2 separate regions of the Pan troglodytes genome follow, and region 1 is linked to region 2. A link is a contact called in public HiChIP or PLAC-seq data. All regions are on one chromosome and are shown on one strand. The core of a region is the stretch at or near the end of the contact, and the rest is flanking DNA. Distances in the headings are between cores, read along the strand shown.

Region 1 (5,348 bases), core at 1,667-4,166, 240 kb before region 2:
CCATGAGCCGAGGTCACAGCCTCGTCAGGCCCCAGGAAGGGCCAGTGCCCCCACCCCCACCTGGCCCCCAGCCCCCTCTAAGGCATGGAAGAGAGACCCAGGGGGCAAGGTCATGCGGTCCTGAAACAGGTCCCAGACAGATGGGCATCCCGGGCTTCAGGCAAATGGGTCACCTGTCAAGGACAGCACTAGTGACATCCCAGTACCAGGGAGTGGCCCCAAGCCAAACCGAGGAGTGTCTGGGAGCCGGGGACACACGGGCTTTCAGTGTGGGGGACTCATTACATCAGCTACTCGAGGGTCAAGAAATAATTTGTCACTCTCTGCCCCACATGGCCTCTGTGGAAATCAAACAAGCAGTGTTGCCCATTTTTAAAGATAAATTAATGCATCAATATAAAAAACGTCAGGCGGCGATGTGGAGGGGGTAGGCAGAGGGGGCTTGTGATTTATTGGCTCTTCAAGGAGTGTTTCTGGGGCCACTCTGGCTTCCTCCTGCCACCAGCAGGGTGCCCAGGGGCCCCTCCACCGAGGTCATGAGCCAAGCCACCCACCCCAACTGGGGGGCCCCTGACCAGGCTGAAGGGCCACACTCCCTCCAGCTGGTGACTCAGAAACATCCAGTATTAACTGCACTGGGACAGAGAGACAGGGAAGGAGCTAGGGGCAGGAAGGAACAGTCCTGGCCCTGGAACAGGTTGTGGGTCTGCCTGGGGCTGAGTGCTCCTGTGTCCTCACACTGAGGGGCTTCTCCGGGCCTGGCCACAGCGAGGCTAATGGGGTCCCCAGGGGGCCGTGGCTCCTGATTCCTTAGCATGAACAGGTGCCCCACAAGCTCAGATGGCCCCCCAGGGCTGTGCCCTCCCTCCCTGAGAGCACCTTGCCAGCATCCCCACCAACACCCAGGACCACCTTGGTCCACGTTTGCCAGTTCGGAAGGTGAGAAATGACACTTCCTGGCTGTGTGAATTTGCATTTCTTTGGTTTTTGGAGGGCGTGAGCTTCTTTCCATTTGTTTGGGGCCATTGTGAATGTCTGTTCAGTCTTTGCCTGTTTTCTATGGAAGGGTCCCCATTTTCCTTGCCGACGGATGCGGCACTCTGGCAGCTGGGAGTGGTGGCGTTCAGCGGTGCCCTTGTGTGCTTTAGCTGTGGTGCGTGCGGGAGAGGAGGGCTGATGCTAGCCTGGAATCTTACCAGGGATCTGCAGCCCCGGCTTTGTTGTCAGAAAATGCTGAGAGAGGCCTCCTGGGAGCCAGGCAGGATGCAGCAGGAAACAGAGGGGCAGAAAGAGCTCAGGTCCGCAGCAGGAGGGAAGGGGGCACCAGCTACCAGAACCCAAGCAAGAATTGGGCTTGAGGGGGCCGAGGAGCGGGGGAGGGGGACTGAACATTTAGACAGGGGTGTGGGGGCTGTCTGAGAAGACACGTGAGCAAAGATTTGTGGGAGGAGATGGAGGCGCCTAGAGCAAGAAGAAGAGCAGTCCTCAGAGGGATGGGCACGCAGAGGCCCCGGGGCCAGCACAGCCTGGGTGCATTCCGGGAGCTGCAGGGAGGCCAGGCCAGGGCCGTGGGGGGCTGGGGCAGGGGGTCAGGCTAGCTGGGGGCCTGTGGGTTCCAGGAATGCTTTAGCTTCTGCTGCCAGTGCTGGGCGGGTACGCTGTCAGTTCTCCAGGTGCAGGGCAGACAGGTGGTATGAGGCCCAGTTTGCAGAGAGCATGGAGCGCCAAGCCTTGTGAACCACAGAGGTTTACATGCCGGTGAGAGCCCTGGGTCCGCAGGCCAGAGTTTGCTCCTCTGCAGAGCTCCTGGTCGGCCGGCCTCCGCCCTTCTCTCCAGGACTTGGGGGTTCTGCTCTACAGCCAGGCGGCCCTTGGGGAGCAAAGTTCCGGGCCAGTGAGAATCCAACATATCCCCAAGCCCCACAGCAACAAGGGTTGAGGGAGCAAAGGATGGTCGGGATGGTGGGAGGTGGCGGTGGCCTTGGTGGGTGGGTGGGGGTGCTGCTGACTTCAGTGCGCTCCGGTTACTCCGTTACCGCACAGGGGTGAAGTGCTGCCAGCCCCCATCCGTGTCCCTCTGCAAAGTGCTCCTGGCATCGAGCTGGGCTCTCCGGAGGCTCAGCCTCCATTTTCTCCTCTGGGCAAGGGGAGTCCTGGGCCAGCGCCCGCTGTCCAGCCTCGCTGCGCCCCGCAGCCCATTTCCTTTCCTGGAGGCTCTGACAGGCCTGGAGGGCCCGGGCGTCAGGGTCGGGTCAGTAGGCTGCCCGGGTCGGGTCAGTAGGCTGCCCGGGTCAGCTGAGGCCCGCTCAGTGCGAGGGGCTTTCTCGGAACCGAGGCCGCGGCTACCTGAGGCCTTTGTGCAGAGCCCCGCTCTGGCCACCCGGGGGGGCCGAGGCCAGGAGATCCGGGGGGCCCCCTAGGAGCGCCCTCCGCCCCCTTAGCGACCCCTCCCAGACCAAGGCAGGGCCAGAGGGGACGGTGCCTGAGGGCAGCGGCGCCTGAAACGGCAACAAGCACAACTCGGCCCCGGAGGCCCCGGGGCCTTTAGAGCCCGCGAGGGGCTGTCTCCTCGGGCGCGGCGGGGCCTGGGCTCTCTCAGCCTCGCCGCCGACCTCGGGAAAAGCCCCCCAGCCTCTCCACCCGGCAGCTGGAGGAGGCTGGTCCGGGGCTGGGGACAGCGGGATCTACCCGCCTGGGGCTAGGCCGACGGCTGGGGATCGCGGACCGCGGGGGGCGCAAGTGCGAGACCCTTTTCCCGGCCCGCAGGGAGGCAGGACGGAGCCCCAACTTCAGATGCCGACGCCGCGTCCCGCCCGGAGGCCGCCGGGGAGGGCCGAGTGCGCACGCGCCTGACTCTGTCCCCACGGCGCGCCCGGGGGCGCCGGGGCCGCCCTGTGATTGGCCGGGGCGACCGCGCTCTCGGCCAATGGATGCGCGGCTCCTGGCTCGGCGCGGGCCTCCGCGGCCAGGCATGGGGAGGGTGCGTCTCCCGCCGGGTCTCGGGGCCTGGGGAGGGATGCGCCGGCCCACGGGGTCGCTCCTTCAAGCTGCCCGCCTCCGCTCCGGAGACGAGGCCAGCGAGTCCGTGATTCCGGCCGCCCCCAGTAGTGAGCCCGTGCGCAGAAGCGCCGGCTGAGACGCGGAGCCGCGCCCCGCCTGGCCGGGGCCTGCCCTTCGCAGGGCCTCCCCGTGGACCCCCGGCCAGCCACGCTCTCCCTGCTCCCATCCTGCGGGTCAGAAAAACAATGCTTGGCTGGAGGGGGCCCGCGCCTGTGGTCCCAGCCACTTGGGAGGCCGAGGCGGGAGGATCGCTTGAGCTTGGGAGGTGGAGGCTACAGTGAGCCGTGATTGCACCGCTGCGCTCCAGCCTGGGCCACAGAGCGAAGACCCTGTCTCTAAACAAAACAACAGTGCTTAGAAAGCAGACAAGCCTGTTGCCAAATACCATCAATAAAAATGAGCAGTGGTCATCTCTAGGTGGTGGGGTTGGAGGTAAATAAAAAATATTTTGACTGGGCACAGTGGCTCACGGCTGTAATCCCAGCACCCCAGGCAGGAGTTCGAGACCAGCCTGGCCAACACGGTGAAACCTCGTCTCTACTGAAATTACAAAAAAAAAAGAAAAAAAAAATTAGCCGGGCGGGCGTGCTGGTGCACGCCTGTAATCTCAGCTACTCGGGAGGCTGAAGCAGGAGAATCACTTGAGCCTGGGCAAGACAGAGGTTTCAGTGAGCCGAGGTGGTGCCACTGCACTCCAGCCTGGGCGACAGAGTGAGACCCTGTCTCAAAAAAAGAAAAAAAAAATTTTTTTTAATCTCTGTAATTTGTTAATTATTTCAGTTAGCGTTAGTATATTGTTTGTACGAAAATACTGCTTTTGGGCCGGGGGCTGTGGCTCACGCCTGTAATCCCAGCACTTTAGGAGTCTGAAGTGAGCGGATCACGAGGTCAGGGGATTGAGACCATGCTGGCTAACACGGTGAAACCCCACCTCTACTAAAAATACAAAAAATTAGCCAGGCGTGGTTGCGGGTGCCTGTGATCCCAGTTACTTGGGAGGCTGAGGCAGGAGAATCGCTTTCACCTGGGAGGCGGAGATTGCAGTGAGCCGAGATCGTGCCACTGCACTCCAGCCTGGGTGACAGTGTGAGACTCCGTCTCAAAAGAAAAATTGCTTTTTATAAAAATGAAAGCTGTATAACAAGAACAATAATAAAAACAGTAAGTGTTGGTGAGGATGTGGAGAAATTGGAGCTCTCATACAATGCATGCGCCGTGAAAAACACATTAGCGGTTCTCAAAGAGCGAAGGGTAGAATTACCCAGCAGTTCCGCGCAGCCACACACCCAGAGAACTAGGGGCAGGAACACGAACAGTGTGCTCAACACGAGTTATTCCAAATGTTGACCACAACCGATACTCACCACAGAGAAAAGGTGGAAACAACCCACGTGTCCATCCATAAATGAATAGAGAAACAAATGTGGTCCCTCCATACAATGGACTATGATTTAACGTTAAAAAGGAAGGAAATTCTGACGCACACCACGCACAGATGGCCTGAAAACATTATGCTAAGTGACATGAGCCAGTCACAAAGGACAACGTCTGTCTGATTCCACTTATAAAACATCTAGAATAGGCAAGTACAGAAACAGAAAGTAGGTAAGAGGTTGCCAGGGGTTCGGGGGAGAGGGCAAGGCCAGGGGCTGGGGAGAGAGGGAAAAGGAAGTTGGTGCTTAATGGATAGTCTCTGGAATGACAAAAAAGTTCTGCAAACGGATAGTGTTGAGAGTCTCACAACATGGTAAATGTACTCAATGCCTTTGAAGTGTACACTTAAAAATGGTTAAAATGGCAAAAGGTATCACAGTTTAAAAAATTATGGGCCAGGCATGGTGGCTCATGCCCCTAATCCCAGCACTTTGGGAGGCCGAGGTGGGCCGATCACTTGAGGTCAGGAGTTCGAGACCAGCCTGGCCAACATGGTGAAACCCTGTCTCTACTAAAAATATAAGAAAATTAGCCAGGTGTGATAGTGGGTGCCTGTAATCCCAGCTACTTGGGAGGCTGAGGCAGGAGAATCCTTTGAACTCGAGAGGTGGAGGTTGCAGTGAGCCAAGATCACACCACTGCACTCTAGCCTGGGCAACAGAGCAAGACTCAGTCTCAAAAAAGAAAAAAAAAAAAAATGTAACTTACCCAAACTAGGCCGGGCGTGGTGGCTCACGCCTGTAATCCCAGCACTTTGGGAGGCCGAGGCGGGTGGATCATGAGGTCAGGAGATCGAGACCATCCTGGCCAACACGGTGAAACCCCATCTCTACTAAAAATACGAAAATTAGCTG
Region 2 (5,351 bases), core at 318-2,817:
GATGGTGGTAGGGATGGAGATGATGGTGATGATGGTGATGATGTTGATGGTGGTAGGGATGGAGATGATGGTGATGATAGCGGTGATGGTGGAGGTGACGGTGATGACGGTGATGATGGAGGTGATGGTAATGGAGGGGACTGTGGGAGAGTCGGTCGGTGGGCTCGTGCCGCCATCTGGTGGTAATGACTGAGTATTACATGGAGTCTAGTTCTCCCTGCCCCCAGTTAGGTGTAAATCGCATTTTGACGTATTTTTGTTGTGAATACACATGAAAAATGACAGTTTTCTGTGCTACTTAGCTGCTAATGATCGAACAGGAAAAAAAACTGCTTTGACTCTGCCATTTGGCTGGAAAATATGGTAACAGTCCAGGGAGAGCTGCCCCACTCCTGGAGCTGCCTGGCAGTGCAGTTCCCTGACTGTGCCCTGCTCCCAGCCCAGGATCCGGTCGTGGCCGTGGCTGAGGATGGCCGGGAGAAGCCGAAGCTGCCGAAGGAGAGAGAGGAGCTGGAGCAGGCCCAGATCAAGGGGCCCGTGGATGTGCCTGGACGGGAAGATGGCAAGGAGGCACCGGAGGAGGCACAGCTCGATCGCCCTGGGCAAGGTGCTGGGCACTGGCTGGGGGTGCGGACGGGGAAGGGCGGCCCCGGGTCCTCCTTTGCAGGCTGGACACCCTGCGGCGTGGCTCTCAGGGCTGTGCGTATCTTTTTCCCTTCAGCCCAGCCTAAGTTCTGGTCCTTTTTGTTTTCTCTGTCTTTCAATTCAGATGAATGTCCTGCCCCTCCCAGAGCAACTTGTTTGCAGCTGCCCCTGTTGAACTTTAGCGTCAGCTGTGCTTGGCCAGGCAGCAGGGAGGCCGGCAGGGGAGGTGGTATCTGTTGGCCTGTGTCACACTGTTGGGAGCCAGAACCCAGGGAAGAACCCAGTTCTAATTCCCTGGGAAGGGAAGGAGGGGCCTCAGCCTGACCCCATCTGTCCCCCGTGCCCTTGCAGGGATTGCTGTGCCTGTGGGCGAGGCCCACCGCCATGAGCCTCCTGTTCCTCACGACAAGGTGGTGGTAGATGAAGGCCAAGACCGAGAGGTGCCAGAAGAGAACAAACCTCCATCCAGACACGCGGGTGGAAAGGCTCCAGGGGTCCAGGGACAGATGGCGCCGCCTCTGCCCGACTCAGAAAGAGAGAAACAGGAGCCGGAGCAGGGAGAGGTTGGGAAGAGGCCTGGACAGGCCCAGGCCTTGGAGGAGGCGGGTGATCTTCCTGAAGATCCCCAGAAAGTTCCAGAAGCAGATGGTCAGCCAGCTGTCCAGCCTGCAAAGGAGGACCTGGGGCCAGGAGACAGGGGCCTGCATCCTCGGCCCCAGGCAGTGCTGTCTGAGCAGCAGAACGGCCTGGCGGTGGGTGGAGGGGAAAAGGCCGAGGGGGGACCGCCGCCAGGCAACGCCGCCGGGGACACAGGGCAGCCCGCAGAGGACAGCGACCACGGTGGGTGTCAGCCTGGGCTGGTGTCGGAAGACACTCCCCTCTTGGGCTGGGGAGGCTGGGCAGGGGCAGCAGAATCGATGGTTGCTCCCTCAGTCCCCAGTCTCTCTCCCTGCACCAGATTAGCATGCAAATGGAGCGGGCCCCGGCAGCTGGTGGGGACAGGAAGAGGCTGGTGGCTGACAGCTACTGTAATATCTGTCACACAGTTGTTTGCCAGACCACTAAATGTCAGGTGCCGCGCTGTGCTCGTGTGTCTGGGCGCACACGGGGGGCGGCGCGGGGGGCGCCTGACAGGTAACACGTTGTTAAGTGCCCGTCTAAGAGCTGCTTAGGATGGTTCTTGCATTTTAATTGCGAAGGCAGTTACCATTGGCTCATTGCCACAAGCCTATGAGGTTGTTAAATATTTTTTTATTGCTTCGCTAGTAATCATCAGGTTGAATATAAACTGTGCTGACGGGGGTGTCACTTTAGAAACATCTGCCACTTCCTTTTGTCCCACCCTTGCCTTCTGTCCCCCAAACCCTCCCTTGACTTTCCTACAAAACCTTCTGAGTCTTCACCGTGTGTGCAGGTGGGAAGCCTCCCCTCCCAGCGGAGAAGCCGGCTCCAGGGGCTGGGCTGCCGCCCGAGCCTCGCGAGCAGAGGGACGTGGAGCGAGCAGGTGGAAACCAGGCGGCCAGCCAGCTGGAGGGTAAGGCCTCCGCCCTACAGCCGCCTGCCTCAGGCCCAGGGAGCGGCAGCCCCTTCCCCCAGCCCTGGGGTGATGCCCAGGTCATCCTAGGGAGCCCTGCCAGGCCGCCCTTCTCTTTCCAGCCGCCTGCTGAGCAGACCCCTCGGAGAGCTTTCTGCTCCCTTCCCATCAGCAGCTTGCTTTCTGGGAACCTTTTATCTCTCTTACTCCCCGTTAAACACCTGCGGCAGCGTCACATGGCTTGTGATTACCGTTTTATCTCCCTTACTCCCCTTTAAAACACCTGCGGCATTGTCACTTGGCTTGTGATTACCATTCCGTCTTTAAAGCAGGTTTGTTAACAGTTTTAACACTCGGAGTATTTAAAGCCAGCCAGGTGTGGGCGTGCCTGCACCCAGATGTGGAGGTTTATTTTAAGGCTGTGCCCCAAGGGGACCCGGTTTGGGGGTGGCTGTGCCCGCCCTGGTCCTAGCAGAGCCCTGGCCCAGAGCACTGCTCCCACACCCTCGGGCCTCGGAGCTCGGCTGTGTTCATCTACAGGGATCTGTCACCTGTCCCTCCAGGAAAGCTCCTTGTGCCTTTGCTCTCCTGAGAATAAAACTTGCTCTGAATCCTCCTCCAAACTTCTCGCCCCTTGGGTCCCAGCTGTTGGCTTTTTGCGACCCCTGCTTGTGGCCTCACGCAGTTGGGTAGCAGCAGCCCCGTCTGTGAGCCTGCTGGGGACAGGCTTCTGTGCCATGTCCTCTCCCAGGCTAGGGGTCCACCCGCCCTCTGAGGGTGTGTGGCTGAGCCCTCGCTCACCAAAAGTCACGTGCATTTGGTGGCAGTGTCCAAGCCTTCTCTCAGGATGGTCAACCCTGCCCCATGCGGGGTCCACGTGTGCCTCAGCATTGAGAGGGTCTGTTCCAGGGATCTGTGTGGGGGTCGCAGGGCACAGCCGCTCCGGCCTCCTGTGCCAAGCCCCTGGGAGCAGGTGTGGGAGCTCCGGGCCAGCCCTGGCACGGGCACCTCCCAGGATGTTCGTAAGACACACGCTTCCTGCCCGCGCATCTTGCCCTGTGGCCTCAGGACAGCCGGTCCGAGGGAGGGCAGGTGCAGCAGCCACGTCCCAGTCGCTGCGGGCTGGCTTCTCCAGGTGCAGCTCGCCCTCCTTGCACCTGCAGCACGGAAGGCAGAGCCGAAAGGCACCCCCTGGGCTCCCGGAGCTCTGAGCCGCTTCAGAAGTTCGGGCATGTGGGGTTTTGTCTCTGGTTTTAGTCTGGCCATGTTTGTTGGTTCCAATTCCTATGCTCTGTTACCTGAACCTGTTTGATTCTTTTGATTTTCTTCTTTCTGAAAAAGACTTTTCACGGTTTCCTATTCTGCCTTTCTTCCGTATGCCTCTCAACGGGACGAGCAGCTGAAATTAAAAAGATAGTAGCAGGTACGAACCCAAAGGAGTGTGCCGAAGTCAAGAGCCTGTCTGGCGGGCCACAGACCTGAGCGCAGCCCCTCGGTGGCACACCTGCTCCAGGGACAGCCCTGCATGGGGACACATGTCAGGCCCCAGACCTGCGCACGCACCCAGGCTCAGCCATAGCCCCTCAGGCGGGGTCCTGATGCCCACTCTGCTCCCTTGTGTTATAAATGCCGTGGTCCTTCTCAGCCCTGCTGTGGCCTTGCCTGTCATCAGAGGGCAGCTGGTCTCTGCAAGCGTCTAAGCGCAGGCTGCTTAGGGCACCAGCCAAGGGGGGGCGCTGCCTGCACTGCTGCCTCATGGGCCACCTTGACAGATCTGCATGGGTCTCAACAGGTGGGTGGCTTCATGCCTTCTGCAGCCCAGTCCCCGTGGTCTTGGTGGGCTCTGGCTGTAGGAACAGCCTGTCTCCTCCACGGTGCTTCACATGTGTCCCACATGGCTTCTGGCTGGACGTGGCATGGCTCCTTCCTCCCTCCCCCTCTTTTTTCCTCCTCTTCCTCTTCTCTCCTCCCTCCTCCCTCCTTCTCCCTCCTTTTCTCTCCTCCCTCCTCTTGCCTCCCTCCTTCTCCCTCCTCTTTCCTCCTTCCTTCTCCCTCTTCCCTCCTTCCTTCTCCCTCCCTCCTTCTCCCTCCTCTTCCCTCCCTCCTTCCTTCTCCCTCCCTCCTTCTCCCTCCTCTTCCCTCCCTCCTTCCTTCTCCCTCCCTCCTTCTCCCTCCCTCCTTCTCCCTCCTCCCTCCCTCCTTCTCCCTCCTCCTTCCTCCCTCCTTCTCCCTCCTCCCTCCCTCCTCCTCCCTCCTTCTCCCTCCTCTTCCCTCCTCTTCCCTCCCTCCTTCTCCCTCCTCCTCCCTCCTCCTCCCTCCCTCCTTCTCCCTCCCTCATTCTCCCTCCTCTTCCCTCCCTCATTCTCCCTCCTCTTCCCTCCCTCCTTCTCCCTCCCTCCTTCTCCCTCCTCTTCCCTCCCTCCTTCTCCCTCCCTCCTTCTCCCTCCTCTTCCCTCCCTCCTTCTCCCTCCTTCCTTCTCCCTCCCTCCTTCTCCCTCTTCTTCCCTCCCTCCTTCTCCCTCCTTCCTTCTCCCTCCCTCCTTCTCCCTCCTCTTCCCTCCCTCCTTCTCCCTCCTTCCTTCTCCCTCCCTCCTTCTCCCTCTTCTTCCCTCCCTCCTTCTCCCTCCTTCTCCCTCCTTCTCCCTCCTCCTCCCTCCCTCCTTCTCCCTCCTTCCTTCTCCCTCCTCCTCCCTCTTCTTCCCTCCTTCCTCCCTCCTCTTCCCTCCCTCCTTCTCCCTCCTTCTCCCTCCTCCTCCCTCCTCCTCCCTCCCTCCTTCTCCCTCCTCTTCCCTCCCTCCTTCTCCCTCCTCCTCCCTCCCTCCTCCCTCCCTCCTTCTCCCTCCTCTTCCCTCCCTCCTTCTCCCTCCTTCTCCCTCCTCCTCCCTCCCTCCTTCTCCCTCCTCTTCCCTCCCTCCTTCTCCCTCCTCCTCCCTCCTCCTCCCTCCCTCCTCCTCCCTCCTTCTCCCTCCTCTTCCCTCCCTCCTTCTCCCTCCCTCCTCCCTCCCTCCTTCTCCCTCCTCTTCCCTCCCTCCTTCTCCCTCCTTCTCCCTCCCTCCCTCTCCTCCCTCCTCCCTCTCCCTCCTCCTCCTCCCTCCTCCTCCCTCCTCCTCCCTCCCTCCTCCTCCCTCCCTCCTTCTCCCTCCTCCTCCCTCCCTCCTTCTCCCTCCTCTTC

Evidence for each region. HiChIP or PLAC-seq counts read pairs in DNA pulled down with a chosen protein or histone mark.
Region 1: an H3K4me3 HiChIP or PLAC-seq map of stem cell-derived excitatory neurons shows a contact between it and region 2, with 13 times the contacts expected there. The contact joins two enhancer-like sites. A contact is called at or near these places in 3 of 7 Hi-C or Micro-C datasets (blood, induced pluripotent stem cells and stem cell-derived neural progenitor cells) and 1 of 1 datasets of contacts at active chromatin or transcription factors (stem cell-derived excitatory neurons).

What each region holds. Positions count from the first base shown.
Region 1 is chr19:94,889,164-94,894,511 of NHGRI_mPanTro3-v2.0_pri, reverse strand. It overlaps the pseudogene LOC101058599. Among named protein-coding and RNA genes, the nearest start is that of ACTG1, 25 kb to the left of the region's middle. Within about 2 kb of position 2,916, at least 20 of the 24 cell types and tissues checked have an H3K27ac peak or open chromatin away from gene starts, as enhancers often do. A contact at or near this core is called in stem cell-derived excitatory neurons, where this site is marked.
Region 2 is chr19:94,646,772-94,652,122 of NHGRI_mPanTro3-v2.0_pri, reverse strand. It overlaps SLC38A10 (solute carrier family 38 member 10), which reads left to right. Exons shown (of 16, transcript XM_016933156.3): 12 at 440-607; 13 at 997-1,485; 14 at 2,060-2,179. Among named protein-coding and RNA genes, the nearest start is that of TEPSIN, 14 kb to the right of the region's middle. Within about 2 kb of position 1,567, at least 7 of the 24 cell types and tissues checked have an H3K27ac peak or open chromatin away from gene starts, as enhancers often do. A contact at or near this core is called in stem cell-derived excitatory neurons, where this site is marked.